Regions from separate parts of the Zea mays genome. Here region 1 is linked to region 2. A link is a contact called in public Hi-C data. All regions are on one chromosome and are shown on one strand. The core of a region is the stretch at or near the end of the contact, and the rest is flanking DNA. Distances in the headings are between cores, read along the strand shown.

The links. A called contact is a pair of places that touch in the nucleus more often than the background predicts.
Region 1: a contact with region 2 is called in a Hi-C map of ear, with 3 times the contacts expected there. The contact joins the promoter of LOC100272901 here to the promoter of LOC100284555 in region 2. A contact is called at or near these places in 3 of 25 Hi-C or Micro-C datasets (ear, leaf and tassel).

Annotation. Positions count from the first base shown.
Region 1 is chr1:204,520,742-204,525,259 of Zm-B73-REFERENCE-NAM-5.0, forward strand. LOC100272901 (Patatin-like protein 2) reads right to left here and starts at 2,225. Exons shown (of 3, transcript NM_001147354.1): 1 at 1,491-2,225; 2 at 1,242-1,403; 3 at 202-880. The coding sequence starts at 2,087. The coding sequence ends at 332.
Region 2 is chr1:204,357,719-204,362,896 of Zm-B73-REFERENCE-NAM-5.0, forward strand. LOC100284555 (phosphoglycerate mutase gpmB) reads right to left here and starts at 3,355. Exons shown (of 6, transcript NM_001157450.2): 1 at 2,984-3,355; 2 at 1,467-1,517; 3 at 1,283-1,393; 4 at 507-638. The coding sequence starts at 3,307. LOC103643152 (a long non-coding RNA gene) reads left to right here and starts at 3,584. Exons shown (of 2, transcript XR_560833.4): 1 at 3,584-3,889; 2 at 5,047-5,178.

The DNA of each region.
Region 1 (4,518 bases), core at 975-3,474, 160 kb after region 2:
CTAGATCCTGAGTCTTATGGACACCTTTATCTTTTTCCACGCGTAATTCTAATGATATACATATTCTCTACGCAGTCAGATTCTCCTCACAGCTAGATTTTCAGAAAAGCTGGTCAAAAAAAAGCTGAACCAAACAGGCCCTCGAACACGTAAAAGTTCGCTGGAGGCAAGTTTGGTACGTTGTGCAGCACGAAAGGGGGTAGACACTTTGAAAGAATTATTGAAGTGGATACACATAACATGCATGACTGGATTGTAGAACAACATGAGGCTTAATTAGACTATGATGTAGTAGACACTTTGTGTTGGTGTCTCTGCTAGCTAGCTCTGTCTAGAGTGTGTTGCTGGCTTCTTTTTTCTGGATCCTTGCCCGGCGCTCCCGTACGAGCATCTTGGCGAAGCGGACGAGTTCATCCTCGTTGGTGCCTCTCTTGCCGTCGGGCTCGTTCTTGCCCGTCTCGATGTTCACCTTGCACGCCGGCTTCTTCAGCAGCCCCCTGCCGACGTCGACGAGGCGGTTGAGGTTCTCCTCGGTGGACACGTCGACGGACGACGTCTGTCCCGTGAGCTCGTCGTCCTGGATCCGGAGGTACTGCCTCTCCGAGTGCAGCGCCTGGAAGAGCACGGAGGCGTGGATGTCGACGAGGTCGGCGCTGGCCTGGCTGAAGCTGTCGATGATCGGCGTGGTGTCCTTGCTGCTGAGCCACCCCAGGAGGCCCCACTTGCCGGACTGCACGGCGTCGAACTTCTCCTCGGCCTTGGCGGAGCCTGTGCCCAGCGACAGCACCATGAACCTGCCGTAGTCCGCCGGCTTGATCGGGAAGAAGTCCGGGTTGCCCAGCAGGATCTGCTTGCTCACGTCCGTCATCGCCAGCAGCGTCTGCACGCAAGAGTTTCTCGAGTTTATTCGGCGCATATTTCGTGATTCATAGAGAAGTCAACTCAGCAGATATATAAGCCTACTAGGACTCTAATAAATTAACTGAACTGTTAGTAAAACCCATTTCTTCTTTATCTATTACAAGCCGTACGTTGACAATACACTACGTACACAGGTATCTATATATATCTGGCTCCAAGTACTGCAGACGATGCATAAAAAATAGCGCTCGATTCTATTTTCTCAGCATTATTATTGGGATCCTAAATCCAGACTGAAGCTACTTAATTCAAAGTAGATCTCATGACCCTTAATCCCTTATGTTATGCATGTTGGTACGTATACATGCATGTTGACTCACCGGGTTGTTCGCTGCGACGCCTCCGTCGATGAGGTTGAAGGCACGGGCCTTGCCGTCCTTGTCCGTGGTCTGGAACTGGTGGCCTGGGAGGTAGGTCGGCGCGGCGGACGTGCTGATGCACACGTCCGACAGCAGGGCGTCCTTGGAAACATCGGTGATGGCCTGTGCATGCACATAGTCGTCGTCGTCGTTTAGCATATATATAATCGGCGAGCAAACCATGCAAGGCAGCAATAATAATGTTTTTACATCGTATTTGGAGAAGACGGTGGGCTGCAAGAGCTTGATGTCGAAGGTGGGGATGACGATGTTCTGCAGCGCCTGGCTGACCCTGGTCTCGCCGAGGAGGTCCCGGACGAGGGCGTGGAGGTACTTGCCGTCGTACTTGGGCCCCGACAGCTTCTTGAGCAGGCCCAGAGGACCGCCGGCGCCGCCGCCGGGCGGGAAGATCCTGGGGCAGTGGTCGAGGTAGAAGCCGTTGATGTCCTTGGCGGCGAAGAGCGGGCGGCCGTCCTTGTTGGGCGCCGTGAGCATGGCGGTGACCAGCCCGCCGGTGCTCGTCCCGGCGATGACGTCGAAGTAGTCGGCGAGCCGCGCGTCCGGTCGCTCGTCGTACTCCTGCAGCTTCTCCTCGAGGAAGGCGAGGATGGTGCCCGGGATGATCCCGCGCACGCCACCGCCGTCGATGCTGAGCACGGTGACGATGCTCCCGTACGCCGGCGGCGTGGACGACGACGGCGTGGTGGGCGCGCCGACGAGGCTGAGCGCCCGGCGCGCCACCGGGTTCAGGGTCAGGCCGGAGCCGCCGTTGGTGCCGTGGTCCGCGGCAGCGTAGACGGGCGCCATTTTACCTCGCTCGATTGACCTCAAAGACTCAACGACTACGTACGAGGAGAGAGAGGTGGTCTAGATCCCGGCCGGCCGGATCGTAAATAAAGGCTTGATTTGGCTGCTTGTCTCTCGGGCGGGCTGCTGCGCTTTGTGTGGTGCGTTGTGGTGGCGAGAGGTGGGTGCACGAGAGCGGGTATTTGTAGTTGTAGGCTAGGGAGCGAGCGAGGAAGAGTGTTGGTAGCTTCGTAGTAGACTAGTAGCTAGTGCTGGACAGAGAGTATCAGACCAAGTCCGGTCGCGTTCGTAGTGCTGCTGCTGCTGCGGCATTCTGAACGGGTCAAACTCAACCAAGAGCCGAGCACGGGGTTGCGGTGCTGCATGATGGCGATCAGGTCAAGGTCGCGCACGAGCAGAAACCCACTTTGGATGGGATGGGCCAGAAAGCTTTGTTTCTTTCTTTCTTTCTTTCTTTCTTTCTTTCTTTCTTTCTTTCTTTCTTTCTTTCTTTCTTTGTTTTGGCTTGGTTGCTGGCCGCTTTCCCTTGCGAGTGCGATGAGGCACGCGCGGGCGCGCTGGCCGCCGCCGATTGGGGCGCGCGCAAGCAACACGACGACCGCGCATGCCGGCGGCTACGTGGTTGTGTGTAGCCGTACGTCGGCTACGTATTTATACGGCATGTGCAGAATATCGTCTATCCTATATATCTATCGCCGGGCGATCGGGACCGAACCTGGACGAAAACAGTGAGTGGTGTTTCAGATCATCAGATGGGCCCGGCCCGTGTTTTCCAACCTTTTGTGAAGACTGAAGACAAGATCAAGGCTTCGTCTGTTTGTCGATCGGACTGTTCCGGATAGGCATGGCAGTTTCCAGCCACGACCGTTGATTTCCTCGCGTTCCACTGCTAGCTGGTCAAGGAAGAAACAAACAGAAGCCAAGCCAACTCAAGGAAGAAAACGAGAACAAAGTAAAGTAAAGGACTAAAACGTACGTATGTAATTAAGATGCTTCCTACTGGATTATATTATTCATCCCCGGCCGTTCTATTTGTATATATGCTTTAGTATAAGTGTATAATCCAGGCTATACGTACGGCGTCTAAGGCAAGAGAGAGAGAGGCGTTGTCCTTCTCCTCAGTCAACCCGGCCTTGTTCGTTATTACTACTTGGGATCGATGTCGCATGTGGCTGTTGTCTGCTTGGTTTAAAAAGAAAGAAAAACATATATAAGTGTAGCTTTAGCAGCCCTGCTTGCTGGCTCGACGACACTTGCCTCTGTCTAGTTTATCTATCTGCGCAGCCGCAGCGGTAGTTCGCTGAACGTTCCATCTCATTTTGGCCACGCCGAACATTAATTCCACTTAGATTAGATGCATCACATCCACACCACACCACGCAAGTTCTCAACACAGGCAAATCTATACCGCCCTTGCTGTTTTATCAAGAAAAAGGAGACAAGAAAAAAAAAAGACATGGACTAAGCTTCGCATAGTCCATAATCAATAGTATACACGAACGCGTTTTTACTGGTATAAATCAAAGGAGCGTGACAACAACTTTTGAGGATATGGAAGAATGAAAGCCACATAAACATAATACTTAGTTTTTTTATAATAAAAAATCGGCAAAGATAAGTTGATAAACGTACGAGATTATGTGATTATATATATATATATATCTCTACTACTTATTAAGACGGTAAGGGTAGCCTGCCATTTTCTGTTCTGCCTTTTTTTCATTTCCTATTTTACCCTCATCCTTGGTATGGCTCAAAAAATAAATTCTGCAAGAATTATAAATTGAACTCAAGACCTACTGCTAGACTAGAGACAACATATCCACCACACCACGTCTTATTTTGATGTTATAGTAGAAGATATGAGAGTTATTAAAAGTAAGGTATGGCTGATGCCACACTAAGCCATAATGGCTCCTCCGCCGCTGCTGTCCGGCAAACCATCACATTCTGTGATGCAGGACGTCGAGCAACTCCTGACTTGGGGCACTCCGGTCCCATGTGACAAAATCCCCCATTCCCATTCAGCCATTCCTATCGTGCAAGCCATCACACACTCCAGACATTGGGCCCACATTGCAGACTACGGGCGCCCACGTGACAGCCACCATTAGTTTTACACACACCGGACCCACGTCTGCTCGCGCAAAAAGTTGCCTTAATTTGACACTGGCAGGAGCATTTGACCACGATTGCTTTCTCTGAAGAAGGAAGGCTTATAAGCCGGTAGAAGCTATGTTGGCTGGCCGATATGGTCATAAAAATGTGCAAGCCGTGACGACGACATAGGTCGCGTGGGCTGTGTTTCTTTGGTGCGGCCCAAGTAGCTGCCAGGAGGCCGCACGCTTCTTACCCTGACCCAGCTTGGCTTTAGGGTCAGTCTTCCCTGCTTTCTCTGCCCCAGCGAGCCCTCACCCTCTAGCTCTTCCTG
Region 2 (5,178 bases), core at 2,105-4,604:
GATCGGATGTGAAAATCACGAAAACCAAGCTGTTATTTCCAGATACAGCATAACTCAAGGAAAAAGAGGTAATAAATTTATGGATTTTATTGCTTGTGTAATGGTTCAACTGTCTCGGGGAACTGTGTATGCATAACTAAATGAGTACTGACTTGATTGGAATGCTGAGCTTTTATCAGTCCAAGTTGGCTATAGATATACATAAGCCTGTAAGAGTTAGCTGTCTATAGATGCAGCAATCAGCTTCCTCCTGACAAGCTTGATCTTATTTCACCAGTAGCAAACTATACTTGGCACACCGAATTTGGATGTGGGAAATCACTGTATATTCCAGTTTGAACTGCTGATACATACATAGTAATAGACCATGAGCCATTTAATGCGCAAGGTTTATTCATCTATGCTTCAGAACATCCATAACATTACTCATGTGATGCTTCAGCACATCTTAGCATGTGCAGTAATGCTAAGCATAATACTTGTCGATAGATTATAAGGACACTCACAGGAACTTGTTGATTTCTCTTGTGGGACATAAAAGCTTTGTATGCCTCTGGCCTCTCTGTAGCAGCATCTTGAAGCGTCATGCCTTGCAGATCTCCAATGTGTCTTTCTCTCAGTGCTGGATCGAACACGACCTAGGTGATTAAGCGTTGCATCCATTAAGCTCCATTAAGAATTATACAAGCAACTGAACCATGTACAATCAGTATTTTTCCAATCACAAAAGTAGAGATGGCAATTTTAACCCGCAAACCCGAAACCAAACAGGTACCCGACCCGACAGGTGTGGGTACGAGTGAAGATTTTGACCCGCGAGTGCAACCCACACCCGACCCGAAGTTTCGTGGGTGTGTATTTCAACCCGAAATATGGTTCATTCTTTATTTTGCGCAAAAAATAATTAAGATACAATAATAATTATTTTGAATAAGTAAATTGGCTAATGATTCATGAAATGTTTTGTTGTTGCTCAATGTGAAAATGTTTAAAATACGTACATATAACTCAACTATTATTGCTACTTAATTGCTTATTGCCAAATTATTGTTTAGAAGTGTACACCCAGTAAAATCCGCGGGTGACCCGAAACCCGACGGGTTCAGGTGCGGGTTTGGAATAGCACCCGCGGGTGCGATCGTGGGCGGGTTTTGGTAGTCTTCACAGGTGCGATCGCGGGCGGGTTTTTGCTCCACCCGACCCATTGTCATCCCTACACAGAAGTAACACGCCAAGAAAAATGTACACACAACATAAGAGGGGGTGAGTAGAATGGGCATACATTTGGCACATTGCAAATTCTTGCAATTGTTTGCGCAGTCTCTGCTGCTCGCTTCAGATCAGAAGAGTATATGGCAACTGGTTTCACTTCTTTAGAAAGACGATGAGCAACCTTTGAGATAAAACTCCTCATAAGAAACACTACTAAAAATATCTAGTGAAAACCAGTATAAATCATAACATACCGCAACAGCTTGCTGCCTTCCAATATCATTAAGCTCTGCATCCAAGTGTCCCTGGTGCAGTATGATACCAGTGTGGAGTTAAAAAACACTCTTGACAATCAAAGAGCTTAACAATACATGATTTCTCAGTGACTATTAATTTCCCAGTTAAGGCAGGGTGTCAGGTTCATGGTGATAATCAGCTAGCTAAGTCCGGGGTATAAAACAATATATTTCCAATTTCCATCAAACAAGCACTTGAGTTATAAAAAATGACTAGCACTGTTATTTTTCTTTTATTTGCAAAATTGTATTACTAATATAATGTACTGCTGCCCATCAACTTTAAAATTAACTCAAGGGTGTTCCAAGAGAAGAAGAGAAGTTGTCCCTAAGGCCTAGCAAACAAATGTAGCAAAGGAGAAAGGACACATCGGTCATGCTATTGATTTCCATAGATATGTATCACAAGAGGCATAAACTATCTGAGATAAGTGCATATGCATTACATGAGAAAAAATGTTAATACTCCCTCCATTCCAAACAAATTATAAGACGCCCACATCTCAACAACCCAAGAAGGAGATTCTTGTACTGTTCTATGTGCAGTGAAAGCTGGGAATGAACAAACATTCCTTTTTCGGTTAGGAGTGGATTGAAGGGGATTGAAGCGGATTAAATCCCTTGCTAGTCAAAATTGAATAGAAAGGGATTTAATCCCCTCAATCCTCTCCAATCCCCATGCAACCGAACAAAGTCTTAACAAGATGACAAAACATCATAGTTGGCTGCATGAGTAGATCAAATTCCACTAGTTACCGCAATACTAAGAGTCTGTTTGGATCCAAGGACTAATTGCTAGCTAGCTAAAAATTATCCCAAATTAGCTCTAATGCATCCAGAAAGGAGGGCTAATAGATGGTCTAATTTTTTTAGACAAGTATACAAGTACTCCCTCTAGTATCAAAATACAAGTCGTTTAGGACAGCGACACGGTCCCCAAAATATAGTTTTGACCAATGTTTTTTTCTTAAAATAAAAACAAACTCTTAATATATTTATACTTTTGCAAAAGTACTTTTTAAGATAAATCTATATATATGACTGTTAGATTTCAAAACTAAATAACAAAACTGTTATTAGTACTCAAAGTTTTATATGTTTGACTCAAACCTTGTCCAAAACGACTTGATTTTTAGGACTAGAGGGAGTAGTTGTTAGCTACATTAGCTAGCCAACTATAGCTAATTTGAGCTAATTTTTAGCCACGTATCCAAACATGCCCTAATAACAGACACACATATACTGCAGTGTAATCATTGTAGCCAACAAAAATCCTCAGTTTTTTTATACCTTCACTTGAGAAAGGAGTTCTGGAGTAGCGCCTACAAGGACGAAGCACTAATCCAACCATTAAGAACTAGTGCACACATCTTAGGTCCCTCAGAATTCCTCCATCACAGTATTTTCCCAGTTTAAACCAGCAGTGAAGACCAATTGGCAGGCAGGATGAGGGAGGAGAAGCAAGCAGGCGGCACCTGTATGATGCGCGAGGCGTTCCATGACGTCTCGCCGTGACGCACGATTACGACCTCCGTGAACTCTCCGGCGGCGTCGCCCTCGACGCTGGAAGCGGAGGACGACATCCCCGGAGCAGCTCCGTGGACGTCAACCCAGCGGATCTGCGGAGTGGTGGCTGCGACGGATCCGGTACAGAAGGACGCCGCGGCGGTGATGGCGGAGGGTGGAGAGGGCAAAGCAGCGAGGGACGCGGGCGCGGACGTCGGCGGCGCGGACGTCGGCGGCAGAACCGCAGAAGCGCGATTGTGGGAAGGCGCTAGAGGATATCCGGTGTACGGCATCGCGACCACAAGCTGGCGATCAGCGAGTCGCGTAATCAGAATTGTTATGGGCCGAGCCAAAATTAGCGGATGGGCCGTAGTTTTTTTTGCCGAAGGAAGGTCTAAAGTTACGGCCTCGTTCTATGGCTTTCAGAGGTGTTATCTCTCTGCTGCGAATAAACTGCTATGATATGATAGCCATCAGAAGAGTTGAAGCTGTTTGGTCGAATAGCAGCGGCTTCCGAAACTTTTTTAGTCTACCAGTAGCTATAGCTAACGCGCCCTGCGCGCCAGGTTAATTTATTTCTTTAGGCCATGTTCGTTTAAGCACTTCCCGCCCGGGAACAGGGACCAAACCCCGTGGACCTCCCTCGTTTGGAAAGAAGCCCAGCCCACAAAAAAACGTGCATTCGGTTAACCCCCGTATGGACCGTATCCCGGTATTTCCTCTTCGTTCCAGACCGAGAACCACGCCCGGTCCCTGCGGGGTGGAAAATATCTCACGCAAAGGAGCTGAGGCATCACAAATGAAGGGCACGAGGCGGCGGCGGTGGCGGCGACGGCTCTCCGGCGTTGATCTACCCTGCGTCCGTGTTCTTATAGGTCTGCTTCTTTCTCCCTAGGCTATTGAATCTCGCAATACGCTGGGTGGTCCTTGCAGCACAGTTGGAGCTTTCCGTTCGCACTGTTAGCTCCGTCCGATGAGGTCGCTCTGTTGGCCTCCAACGAGGGAGCTTTCTATTCCCTTGCAGAGCAGCAGGTGATGTCACTCCGTCCTATTCATTGCCGTGTGACCTGATTGCCTCTCCTCTCCTGGCTGCCTGGGCGAGATGGCTAGATGGCGAAATCTTTGTCCTCTTCTCACCATGTTTATCTCTGCCTCTGCGCTCTGTCTGCTTTATCGTCGCCGCCGCGAGAAGCCCTTCCATGTGCATGTCGTCAAGCAGCAAAAAACATTAATGACGAGCAAGATTGAGGACTGCTACTAAAATTCATCAGGTCACCGTATCTAAAATTTTGAATATGATATTGATTAGATTAATAGGCATATCTGAATACCGCCATAACATCCATCCAAAGTTGCACTAGTAGCTCCCTGTGTTATATATTTTAACATTTGGTTTTCTTCCTTAAACGACCTGAATCAATGCCATCTACCTATCAATTTATAAAAACGTCTGAAAGCATAGCCCTTCCCTTTTTATTCCTTTCATTAATCACAAATCTGTATATGGTGTAGTAGTATTCTTTCTTTTTAATAGTAAATCTAACTTTACAGTGATTTAAGGTCTCTTCTCACTTGATTTTCTGCCCCATCCAAGAATACCAAGTGTACTTGTTCCACGGACACTATGTAGAAGTAGAATTTGTGTTGCATTTTTATTCAAACCATTGTCCTCTCATTTAACATATAAAGGCTCTAGGGCTTTCTACCACATGAAAACAATTTTAGCTAGGTGTGCTATTGTATATGCATTTTGTTGTATTAAGAGAATAATTTACAGATTAGCTTTGGCTTGAACTCTTTTCTGTTCTGACTATAGCATTGTTGGCACCCAAATGAGGTTCAATCGAATAATTTACAGTACCATTTTTTCCCATTGTATTTAGTTACTACTTCAAGGCCAACTGTATTTTAGTTATAGTGTTTTCAAGATTGTAGAAATTTGTAGCTGAAACTATCCACAGCATACTATGAATTGACATCATTTCTGAAAACAATACTGATTAGGATCTTTCACTTCCATAATGCTCTGCAGGAGTGGCCCCTCTGGAGTTGTATGTGGAGTTGTAAACTCTCTTTTATCCTAGAAGAGTTTCTAAGGCGCGGTATAAGTCCATGATCATAGACTAAGAGGATTTGACTCTAATTACTATCCGTTTTATTTATG